Regions from separate parts of the Mus musculus genome. Here region 2 is linked to region 1. Evidence: chromatin contacts called from public HiChIP or PLAC-seq data. All regions are on one chromosome and are shown on one strand. The core of a region is the stretch at or near the end of the contact, and the rest is flanking DNA. Distances in the headings are between cores, read along the strand shown. Region 1 overlaps Slc24a4 (solute carrier family 24 (sodium/potassium/calcium exchanger), member 4). Region 2 overlaps Rin3 (Ras and Rab interactor 3).

Evidence for each region. HiChIP or PLAC-seq counts read pairs in DNA pulled down with a chosen protein or histone mark.
Region 2: a contact with region 1 is called in an H3K27ac HiChIP or PLAC-seq map of bone marrow-derived dendritic cells, with 2.4 times the contacts expected there. The contact joins two enhancer-like sites. A contact is called at or near these places in 1 of 15 datasets of contacts at CTCF or cohesin (CD8 T cells), 37 of 484 Hi-C or Micro-C datasets (the AML12 cell line, the C2C12 cell line, the C3H10T1/2 cell line and 24 more), 15 of 115 datasets of contacts at active chromatin or transcription factors (CD8 T cells, the HPC-7 cell line, bone marrow-derived dendritic cells and 11 more) and 1 of 9 other capture datasets (embryonic stem cells).

The regions. Positions count from the first base shown.
Region 1 is chr12:102,243,058-102,248,754 of GRCm38.p6, forward strand. The region is part of intron 12 of Slc24a4 (solute carrier family 24 (sodium/potassium/calcium exchanger), member 4); the gene reads left to right. Among named protein-coding and RNA genes, the nearest start is that of Gm25203, 7.8 kb to the right of the region's middle. Within about 2 kb of position 2,989, at least 15 of the 459 cell types and tissues checked have an H3K27ac peak or open chromatin away from gene starts, as enhancers often do. A contact at or near this core is called in bone marrow-derived dendritic cells, where this site is marked.
Region 2 is chr12:102,328,431-102,334,897 of GRCm38.p6, forward strand. All of the region lies in intron 3 of Rin3 (Ras and Rab interactor 3), which reads left to right. Among named protein-coding and RNA genes, the nearest start is that of Rin3, 49 kb to the left of the region's middle. Within about 2 kb of position 1,956, at least 21 of the 459 cell types and tissues checked have an H3K27ac peak or open chromatin away from gene starts, as enhancers often do. A contact at or near this core is called in bone marrow-derived dendritic cells, where this site is marked.

The DNA.
Region 1 (5,697 bases), core at 1,739-4,238:
TGAGTACTTGTTACATGCCAGGTACTGGGCTACAGGCAGTCACAGACACTTGTCCTGGTCACGCAACATCTGGGCACCGGGCTCTATTCTGGCCTTAGGGCTGCAGGAGGGACAGGGCAAGCAATGATCACTGTTCCCTGGGAGATTCCAGGCTTAAAAGGCAAATATGGGTCAATGACCACATGGTGTGTTTTCTATTATGCATGTCCAATCTGTGTGTAGCCCCGGCTAGCTGTGAATGCAGCCATCACAAAATCTACCTACCTAAAACATTGAAGCTATTTTAAAAGGGGGGGGCAGTTCTCAGTCATGGATTTTATAGATAATAGCATTGTGTTGCAGAATAACCATAAGACAAATTGAAATGAAGTGTGTGTGCGCATGCGCATGTGTCTGTATGTGTGTGTTCTTATAACCAATGGGCTCTAGGTTAGACAGACCTGAAATTTAATGTATAGCCTAATAGAACTCTACTTTGTTCACTATGGCTTAAGGGAGCCAAAGGGCTGGCCACCCCTGTTATAAATGCCCTCCATCCCTCACTATATCTGCCCAGAACAGTGGGCAGAGGCCCTGTCTTGACCATCCAGAAACTAAGACAGTAATGCCCAAGCTTCCTCATAGCTTGGCCTGCCTTGCCTGATGCTGGTTTTCTCTTCCCACCCTGACGCCCAGAGGCTAGGGAAGGAGGAGGAGAATCATTGTCTCCTGGAAACCAGTTTATAGTCTGGCTCTACACTAAACAGTGGGCCAGTGACCGTGAGCCCTAGCCAGGGGAAGACCCCAGATAGGAGTTGTTTGTTGTACCTATGCTCTGGGATGCCCTGCTTGTCCACGGGAGCCCTCCTGACCCTGCAGATAAAATCTTTCTCTCTCACACTCTATATTGTACCTATCGGGATAAGATCTTCCTGTCCTACCATCAAGTCAGCCAACACCTGCTGGGACACACACCAGGTGCCACATGAAACAGAGCTCCTCTGGCTCTCTGAATTGGAATGCTGTAACCAGATATCCTAAGACTGGGCCCTGTAAGCAACAGGAATCTCTCCTCCCACAGTTCTGGAGGCCTAGAGTCTGCCATCAGAATGGAATCCCAGCTGGGCTCTGCTGAGGGATGTCCTCCTGGCTACTCATGGCAAACTCAGCTACCTCTACTCAGTGTGTGCACCTGGAAAGAGAAAGCATTCAGAATCTCTCTTCCAGCACTGTGTGTGTGTGTGTGTGTGTGTGTGTGTGTGAGTGTGTGTGTATGTGTGTGTGTGTGTCTGTGTGTGTCTGTGTGTGTCTGTGTGTGTGTGTGAGTGTGTGTGTATGTGTGTGTGTGTGAGAGTGTGTGTGTGTGTCTGTGTGTGTGTCTGTGTGTGAGTGTTTGTGTGTGTCTGTGTGTGTGTGTCTGTGTGTGTGCACACGTGCTCGCGTGTGTGTCTGTGTGTGTGTGTCTGTGTGTATCTGTGTGTCTGTGTGTATGAGTATGTGTGTCTGTGTGTGTGTCTGTGTGTGTGAGTGTGTGTGTGTGTGTCTGTGTGTGAGTGTGTGTGTGTCTGTGTGTGTGTGAGTATGTGTGTGCATGTGTGTGTCTGTCTCTGTGTGTGTCTGTGTGTGTGTGTGAGTGTGCACGCGTGCATGTGTTGGTGTCACCAATCTGAGGCTTGTCAGCGGGGCTGGCTTTGCCAGTGAGCCCCAGGATTATATGTCTTTAATACGACAATTAAAAACAACACCACACCTGGTTATTTATTCATTCACTCATTCATTTATTCATTCATTTTAATGTGGAATCTGGGGGGTTGAACTCAAGCCTTCATACTTCCAAGGCAAGTACTTTACCAACTAAATCAGGTGCCCGGCCCTGCACTCTCATGAGCTCATTGAACCTGAATGACATCCTAAATGCTGCCTCCAAATGCAGTCACTTTGGGGGTTAGGGCTTCAGCTCTCAATTGAAGAAGCAAAGGATGCAGTTCTGTCCATGATGGGCTCTCTCAAGACTTGTACCCTCACCCCTCATCTTCTGTTCAGTGAGGAGTCGGATTGTGTGCTGATCTGGTACTGATGAAATCACCTCTGCAGATCTCCTGGGATTGCCTCCTCTTGGGTGGGATAACTTACCTGCAGTTCCTGGGGTGCTGCTCACAGCTCCACCCACTTGCCCGTTCTGCCCAGACCCCAGAGACTCACAGAACTTTCTGTTACAAAGGACCTTGCTCTTGCCCTGATGGCAGGAGCCTCTAGAGACATCGCACACTCAGTGTGCAGCCTGAGGTCAGGGTTAGTGCAGCGGTCATCCCTGACTGCTACTCTCCTGTCAATCATTCTGTCCACTCCCTTGTCAGTCACTCCTGAGGCTCAGCTCACAGGCCAACAAGAACAGACCCTGGCTGAGCGCTTTTATTCTTGAATACAGGGGCTTTATTGGGATACAATTCACACCTCTTCATGGGCTCTCTCGCCACATGGTACAACTAGCCCCACAGTCATTATTAGCATCCCCCCAACGAAACTGTATCAGTAGCCTCTTCTCCCCATCCCTTCCCAAGCTACTGGCAGCAACTAGCCTGCCTCCTGTCCCTTTGGAGAGAGCTAACCTGCATGTTTTATACGTATAAAATCATGTGATGTGCCGTCTCTTGTTCCAAGCTTCTTCTACTTAGCATAAAGTTTTCAAGGTTTATCTTCACTGTAACAGGTAGTGTACTTTTTCCTTTAGTGGACATACCACGCTTGTATCAATATTTGGGATGTTGCTAGTTCTTGGCTATAAGTAGTTATAAATACAATTAATTTATCAGCTATTTATTATTATTCGTTTGTGGTGCTGGAGGTGCATGCTAGCTAGGCAAGTGCTCTACCACTGAGCCATATCCCCAGTCCTGTAAGCGGATGTTCAAAGAACTAGTAGAGTCTCACGCTCTCTTAGAGGAGGCTCAGTAGATTTCCCTCATTGAAAGCAGTCGCTCTCTGGTTCTATGTAATGAGCCACAAATAGCCTCTGAATGGTATTACTGGGAAGTTCTAGACTAGTTCCCTTATATTCAAAATGGGAAACTGAAGCTTACTCAAGGGGAAATCTCCACCAGGCCCACCCAGGCATCATGTTGGATTTCCAGGAAATCCCAAGATCCATCCCAACTGCCAAATCAGAGTTGCACTGTCTGGGATGCTCAGGACTCTGACCCAGGACAACGTGTCCCAGAGCTCTGACCTTTTCCATGATGCCTGGGCCCGGCGACAGAAGCCACACAACTCCCTTTGCCCAATTCACATTGTTAAAAACAGCAATAAGCTTGCCAGGCTGTGTTCAGGGCTATGGCAAATTCAACCACCCTGCGGCCTACCCCTCTCTCACAAACCCAAAGCCACAGAAAGGGAGAGGGCCCACCTCTTCTCGATTCTGCTTTTCAGATTGAGGAACCTGCTGGGAAGCCAGACCAAGGATGATGATGATGATGGTGGTGGTGGTGATGATGATGATGATGTCTTTTGCTTTCTTTACAGCCTCTGCAGACATGGGATGGGGGATGGGGGAGATTGACATGGGAGATGCTAAGAACTGCTTCAGTATTCCAGTGTCTGAGGGTTCTGTCACAGTGAAGTTGGAAAAGCAATGAAACACCTTCACTCTTAACTTAGACCTGAAGCAGGAGGAGCCTGGGGAGCCCACAGAGCCTAGTGAGGCAGGGGAGGGGGGCTCTAGCTGTACAGCAGGGGCTTTCTTCAGCCACAGTGGTCTCTAGTATCCACTAAGCATCTCAAGTTTGACTCTGTAGAGGCCCTGCTGGAAGGGCTGGTGGATTCGTTTCCCAATGAGGACTCTGGGGTTGGCAAAGCCCCACATAGGTGGAGAGGAGCCACAGTTGGGACTGGCACCCAGGTCTGCCTGCCTGCCTGTAAGCGATTGCTTCTGGCTGCGCTCCTCTGTTGACTGCAGTGAAAACGGTAACGGCAATGGAAAAGGAGACCTGTTGCTAGATAGATCTGTGGCTGGTCAGCTCCAGGCTCTCTGCTGGAAGGACATCCACCACCTTACCCATCCTGGGTCCTCAGGGGCAGGGCCTGCATTTGAATGCCCAGCTTTCCTTCGTCAGCCTGGGGAATCTTTGAGGAGGTGGGTAGAGTATGGGCAGGACTGTCCCACAGATGAGGATAAGGCTTGCTTCACTCAGAGAGTCTAGCCCAGGGGTCTCTAAGACCAGCCCCAAATAAGGGGACCCTGGCCTCTTCATTGGCAGAGGTGCAGGTCAGGGCTGTCCTTCCATGTGAGGACACTGATGTCCAAGAGGCAGCACAGCTAGGCTCTCCAGAAGCATAATCCTTGCTCATCAGCATAAGAGAAACATCAGGGCCCCCAGGAAAGGCCTCAGGGTCTGCTGCCACAGAACCACTCTTCCTGGGCCTTTGGTGTCCCTGTTCACCACCCCGCCAATCTACCTTTGTGTTGACACTGAGTAGGGCCTACCCCTGCCCTTACCGACGCTTAATGTTTCCCCACACACCATTTCTTCCATCCTCCCCTACGCCTGTAAACCTCAGCCACAGATCTCTATCTACCGGACTCCTCTTTGACCCTCTAGAGCCCTCTGGATCAAACCCCATCAGTTTACAAGCCCAAGCAGTGCTTGAAAAGGAGGTACCCTGTAGGTGGAAGATAATGGGTTGAATGACAGCTCAAACCAGTGCTTGCTCTGTGCCTGCACTGTTCAGTGCACCCATATGCATCATGGGAAAATCTTCTTACTCTCCCAATTTTTAGCTAAAAAAAGAGAGAGAGAGAGAAAAAAACCAAGATGAAGAGAGGGTGGTTATGCTTCCAAGGTCGCATAGCTATGCACAAATCAGAGCTGCGATTCACACCTCATACTACAGTTGATTACAAACTTTAATGCTGTCAGAAAACAGACAATTTATTGAGAAATCTAAATTCATCCATGTCATAAAATGTCATAAAGATAACAACATTTATTGATTGTAAAGTCTAACCCTAGGACTAAGGGAACGGAAAACTTTTAAAAGATTGCCTGTTGCTTTTAATTATATATGCGTGTACATGTATGAGTACAGACCCCCAGTGTGAGCCACCTGATGTGTGTGCTAGGAACCGAATATGGGTCCTCTGAAAGACCAGCACACCCTCTCAGCCGCTGAGCCATCTCTCCAGCTAAGAGAAGATTTTTCTATAGCATCCAAAGCTATGAGCTGCACTGCTGGTGCTCTGATCGTGACTGTTGGTACCTGCCAGCCAGTGGGTAGCAGAACTCCCACAGGCTCCAGAATCGTGAGACTCGGGATAAGCAAGCAAATAGCACAGAGGAGCAGGGTGGAGATCTGAAGAGCTGGTACCATCTCCTGCTGTCTTAAGGTGCTTAAATAAGCCATTGAATTTCACCAAACCTCAGTTTGCTAACCTGTGAAATAGGGGCATTCGATTGTATGTGACTACACTGTCGCTGTCTTCAAACACACCAGAAGAGGGCATTGGATCCTGTTATACAGGGTTGTGAGCCACCATGGGGTTGCTGGGATTGAACCCAGGACCTCTGGAAAAGCAGTCAGTGCTCTTAAACTCTGGGCCATCTCTTCAGTCCCCAACATCCTTTCTTAGTTTTTTTGTTTGTTTGTTTTGTTTGTTTGTTTGTTTGTTTGTTTTTTAACCAAAACCTCTTCAATCTGATAGCCATGAGAACCTACCACTGGTAT
Region 2 (6,467 bases), core at 706-3,205, 84 kb after region 1:
GGATGTGTTTTTGACCCCAAGAGAAGGTTGACCAGTAGGCACAAACTGCTGGGCTAGGATTTCGGGATCCCCCTGCCTCTTACTGAGAGTCATGACTTCAGGACTAGGCTGCCACATCTTAGTTTCCTCTGTACATTTAGGGACCCACATGCCTTGAGCGAGTGAGTTTTAGCTCTAGGATTGGAAACTGCTCAGATGGGGGCATGCCCAGGGCCGTGTGGAGAAAGTACAGGATCAAGGCAGGGTGCCTGAGGGTTTTAGAGGTGAGAGGCGAGACTGGAGCTGGCCCTGGAGCTGTCTGGAATTCTTCTCTGCTCCTTTGTCCTATGTGCCTTTTCTGCTGGCTGGCTGCTGCCTTTGGGGCATCACATCTAGGCCTCTGCACCTTAAAGACAACCCAGCCCTTGGAAACCAGGGCACGAGTTTGATTTCATGTCCCACTTCCAATTCAGAGCCTTATGAAGGCAAGTAAGTGTGAGATGGTGGTTAGCAGGGTTAAGACAGATTCAGTTCAGAAACATTGCAGCCATTGGGCTCTCACGTGCAGAACCGGCCCAGTCCCGACTCAGCTTGCACAGGTGGGAACTTATAGCAAGGTGGATGAAAGATCTAATGGGATGCTGGCTGAAGATGGACAGATTGTCCCTTCTTCTAGGGGATGGGAAACAAGAAAAGCCTGATTGGGTCTAAATGACGGTCGGACAGGTAGGGTGGAGGTTCCTGTCACACTTAGAGGGGTCGTTGCTAGAACAGGCAGTATATGAAGGGTGTCTGAGAAGGTCCAGGAGCTGTGAAAGTTTAGCTGAGTGAAGTTTTGTCAAGATGGATGGATGTGTATTACCAGAACTGTGAGCTGGGCTTGGCCACCTGTCCTCAATAGGCAAATGAAGCAGATGCGTAATGATGTAAGGATGAGAAAGGAGAGCTCCTCGCTGTGGGAAGACGAACAACTTGAGAGATCCAGCGACCATCCTCCACAAGTCCATCTTCGGGATGCTGAGATGGGGTTTAGGTTAAGTGGAGGGTACGAGGCATGCGTAACTAAGCCATCTTGACGGAGGCATGGCCCTCTGCCCAACATGTCACTGTCTGGACCCCAGTGTGTCCTGCAAGGTTGTCTGACAAGTTATCAGAAATCTGTGAACTCTCTTTCCAGGAAATAAATCCTCCTCTAGCTGGCTGCAGGGCCCCAGGCTTCTCCTCGTCCTAGCTGAGAATTCACTACTTCAATTGTGTGATAGCCCAGAGAAGGGACATGAGTGTCTCCTGAGGGGAAAAAAAAAAAATCTTCATTTCTGCCGAGATGGTCAAACCAGACTACTCAGAAATGGGAGCACTAACATCCCAGGTTCTTGGTTTTCTCCCAGGCCACATGGTAGAATTCCATGCATTTTCAGGCTTCAAGTTCAGCATTCAGCATTCAGCCTTGCCTTGAAGATAGTCAAAATGCAAACCGAAGCCATTTGTGTAAGCTGGTTCTTCAATCCTTATTCCAACACGTTGGCCACAAACACAGAGGTGCCCACCGCTTGGGTATTTCATTTTGTTCTCTCTTTATATTACTCTGCTGCTCCTAAACCTCTTTCTTTTGAGGTCTGCTGCCAGAGCAAGGGCATTGGCTGGGCTGTTTCTCTGCCTCAACTGTCTCTAAGTTCCATGCTCCTCCCTCTTTTTGAATTCTGTGCCTTTGATGTCATAGCTTGGTTTCTCTCACCTCTGTCTCTTGCCACTTGTGTGACTGGGCAAAAACGCTTCATGTCTCCGGCCCCCCGGCCTCCCTGCCTGTGAGGTAGGGATAGTGATGGTGCCTTTCCTCAGAGAGTCCTGGAAGGACTTAGTTATCCAGATCATGTAGGGTGATCGTGAGGCTCTGTGGCCAAGCTAACTTCAGTGGGGTGCCCTCAAGGGGAAGTGGGCAATGGAAGGGCCCAGGCCTAGAACTGGAGCTTTCTGGGTTTCCCCATGCAAAGTCGAGGGAGGAAACCAGGGGGTGTCCCAAAAGTGAGTCTTGCTTTGACCACAGCTGTGCTCTGAGGCACTTTAAATCCCCTCCCTAGTTTCTTTTTTTTTTTTTCTTTTATGTTTTTTCCAGACAGCATTTCTCTGTGTTCCCCTGGCCATCCTGGAACTCACATTGTAGACCAGGCTGTCCTTGAACCCGGACATCTGCCTGCCTCTGCTTCCTGAATGCTGGTATTAAAGGTGTGCACCACCACTGCCCAGCTTCTTTCCCCGATTCCTTACAAAGATTCTTCTTTGAAAAATCCTGATTCTGTCAGCTAAGCCATGCTTGTAGTGGTAACAGGCTGCCCTACACCTTTAGTTGCTTACACACAAAGTAGCATGGATGTACTATAGAATACATCTGATTAAAACACTCAAAGACATAGTAACATGAGTATGTTTTCACTGGATCTTTCCACTGTTGCTGCAGAGCTCTACCCATCTGAAACATGAGAAAGTAGAGTTCCATAATGACTCTAGAAGGTTCCACTCAGAAATGCAGCCACCACTTCCCCTACAACTCATTGACCAAAACAGGCCACATGGCCAGACTGGAGCCCAGTAGGACAGGAAGAATCATCTCTCCTCATACAGTGGCAGCAGGAAGGGAAAGTGGCCCAGAGATTACAGGGGGATTTATAGCAGGGAAGGAGCCTGTTGAAGGAGCCAAATGAAGGATGAGTGAAGCTATGCCAATTTCTGGGAGGCAATGCTGCCCCTTGATGGCTGGTATGAACATCCTACCCTAGAGGACACTACAACAAAAGCATCCCTTATCCTAAATGCTTGAGACCAAAAGTGTTGCAGACTCTCCCTGGATTTTGAAATAGTTTGCACATGTGTAACATGGTCTTGGGGATGAGGCTTAAGCCTAACAAGGAAACTTGGTTATGTTGTATGCATACAGTATGCACATATCCTGGAAGATATTTCATATATATATATCAAGGCATCTGCCTTTTAACTTGTCAGTTGACATCAGATGTACTTTTCATTCATGGCATAATGTTGGTGGGCCAAAAAAATGTCTTGGAATTTGGAACATTTCAGATTTCAAATTTCCAGATAAAGACCGTTCAGCTGAACCTGGTTTTACTAATATGCACAGAAGTGGTGATAGACATATCCATGGGGTGGCAGTTTCCTAGTGGTTGCTGAATAAAGGAAGAAGAAGAAGAAGAAAAACTATTTGGGATTGTGTCTAGCAGAGCAGGCCTGAGGCAGTGGCATGACCAGGCCCATGCAGGAAGTGGGCTACGCAGTGCTCAAGGCCTAAGCCGCAGTCTGACCACTCCTACCCAGTGCCTCTGGCCCACTGACCCTGGCTTTAGAAGGGTCTGTGCACCAATTCTGAGTAAATCTTCACTCTCGGGGGTGTGGGTGGGTTTACATCAACTTGAACACATCAGCATCTGAGAACAGTCCATCTCCTGAGCAACTATGGCAAATTCTCATGCTGATTGGTATGGGGGATCATCACCTCTAGATGCAAAGGGGAGGGATCTTGGATGCGTCCTCCTGGGCAGTAGAGATCCATGTGGGCATGACCACGTGATAGGCATGGCCACGTGGCCAGAATGCCTTTGACTTACTTCTCTTACTCTTGAATATGACTTCTCTCCATACTCTTGGTACCGCCCAAAACCCTAGAATGCAGTCTGACCTGTTTTTGAATGGAGACAGCTCAAGTCAATGAACAGGTGTTATCCATAAAGGAAGAGTTGACATAGAGACTCCATATTTTAGCTGGAAGTGAGGCAGGGTTGATTGCTTTGTGGGAGGCCCTGCAGGCTTGTCCATGCAAACCCCTTCGTTTTCATTTTTCTTCTAGAACATGACTTTTGGAAAGAATGACTGTTGGTTCTAGGTTTTTATTCTTGTGAGATCAGGTAAGATGTCAGATGTCCTTGCACTATGGTTTCCTCATCTGTGAATTAAGGGTGTCTCCCCAGCACAGCTGAGGGCAGATCCTTGAAAGAAGGTATCAGCAGGGAAGCGCTCAGCATCTTCTTCTGGGAAGAAGTCACAGCCCTACTTGTAGCAAGTACTCAATGCACAGTGGCAGTTATAATTAGCAGCAAGTAGCTCACACCTCACAACCCCTCATTTCCTGTACTCTCTGTCCTGAGGACTGCTCTAAAAACATTGCTGCTTAGGGGCCACAGGATATTGGGCTAAACTAGCCACCATTCACTTCTTTCTGCCTTCATCATTCCAGCTTTGAGTTTCCAGACCTGGGGTTGGGTCAAGATGAGGCAGGGAGGTCAACTTAGCTCTAAGAACCTTGGGAAACTAACTTAACCTCCTCCTCTTCCTCTTCTTCCTCCTCCTCTTTCTCTTCTTTCTTCTCCTCTTTTCCCTCTTCATCTTTCTCTTTCTCCTCTTCCTCTTCCTCTTCCTCCTCCTCCTCCTTTTGATATCTCACACCAGCCTCCCAAGTGTTTGAATTATAGACATGAGTTACATCCCCATCACTCCCTCATCTTTCCACCCTTTCATATTCCTGTCTTTCCTTTGCATTTTCGAAGCCAAGGCTAACCTCAACCCCTTGATCTTCCGTCTCCTGGGTGCCATGATTACTTGCTCTCTCTCGATCTTAAGTCACAGTCATGCATGCCACTACCTACCCTTCCTTTTCACCATCTTATTTTATATGAGCTTTCTCAGCTCTGTTCTGCTAAGCATGTGACAAAATGTATCCCCAACTAAGTATCTGCTAAGTGGGTTCTGAGGGGAAATGTAAGGGGGCTAAGACAGAACCCCAGTACTGAGCAAGGGAAACAAGGCCACTGTCCTAAGCCCTATAATCTAAGCCTGGGAAGTTGAGAAACAGTTATGAGGAAGAACATTAGGGGAACAGGCTGGAGAAGCTGAAGCCACAGTCTTCTATGTCAAAGCTCAGAAACAAGGAAGCAAATGGGGCCAAGGCTAAACCATGCTCAGGTGGTAACTGAGGCAGCAAAATCAAGGCTTCCAGGGGAGAATTTGACTGGGTCACCAGTAGCTGTGACAATCACACTACACTGGTAAAGGTTTGGTTTGTAGCGTCATGGAAAGGTTTCGAGCATGAAGTAGCCCGATGAGATGGGTGCTTCAGGACCCCTGAACTGTGTGGCAGCCAGCAGGGACAGTGACCAGCCACAAGAGGAGAAGAGAAAGGGATTGTAAAAACAAACAAACAAAAACAAATTTAGCAAAAGCTTGATGACTGCCTAGGAGTTGAAACTGGAGAGCTGGAAGACAAGACGGCCATGAGAAGGAGAGCACTCTGAGTTGTCACGGGAGCACTCTAGAAGGCAGACTCCAACAGGTGAGAAGAGGAGCACTCAGGAGGAGTAAGTGCCTCATGAGATGTCTGGGGCAGCAATGTTTGTCCAGTGAACACAAACATGGGAGCTGGGGGAGTTTGTCTGGTTCCAAAAGAACTGGACTTGGGAGATCTTGACAGAGACATAGAAAGATGGAGAGAACATCATCTTGAGAGGGAAATGATGGGGAAAATGGGTTAGTGTCCCAGTGGGTCTGCCTGTGGGGAGTGCTCCTGCTCTACGTGTGGGTGCTCCTGGTCTGCCTAGGAGGGGTGGTCCTGGTCTGTGTGTAGATGCTCCTGGTCTGCCTGGGGGTAGTGCTCCTGATCTGTATGTGGGTGTTCCTGGTCTGCATGTGGAAAGTGCTTCTAGTCTGCATGTGGGTACTCCTGGTCTGCCTGGGGAAGTGCTCCTAGTCTGCATGTGAGTGTTCTTGGTCTACTTGTAGGGAGTGGTACTAGTCTGCATGTATGTTCCTGGTCTTCATGTGCCTGAGTGCTGCCATCTAAAGGGATAGCACTTGACTCAGCTGTTTCTGGATCAGAGTCTTCTACTTACCAACCCTTCTTTTGAAGACAGCTGTAGGGGATGTTAGGGCCAAGCCCTAAGGGTCTCTTGGCTTCCAGTCACAGGCATGGATGATCTTGGTTCAGCATGTGCCTCAGTCTGTCTGTGCTGCCAAAAAAACAACTAACTGAAACTGGGCATAGTCTAAAAAGACATTCATATTTCACAGTTTGGGGAACTAGGAAGGCCAATATTAAGGCAAGTTACATCGTCTGCTGAGACCTGCTCTCTGTCCCATCTTGGGGGTGTGAAGGAGCAGAGAGCTGTGTTCTCCATGGAAAGAGGTGGAAGGACCAGTGAGCTGAACTCTTCCTGAAGCCTTGTAAGTGTAGGGAACCTTGGAGTCAGCTCAGGATGCCCCAAGACCAAGTTCTCAACACAAAAGAGATTGATTTGCCTAAGAGGACAAAGGGCAAGGAATAAGAGACAAAGACAGGAGACAGGAAGAAGAGGAAGGGAACAAGGGAGAGGGGGCAGGGGTATTTGTCCCAGATGACAAAGGACTGCCTCTGGATAGAGAGGAGACAGTTGTGATCCATAGGCAAATGGCAGTTTATAAAGGTAAAAAAAGGAAACCCTGTATTAGGA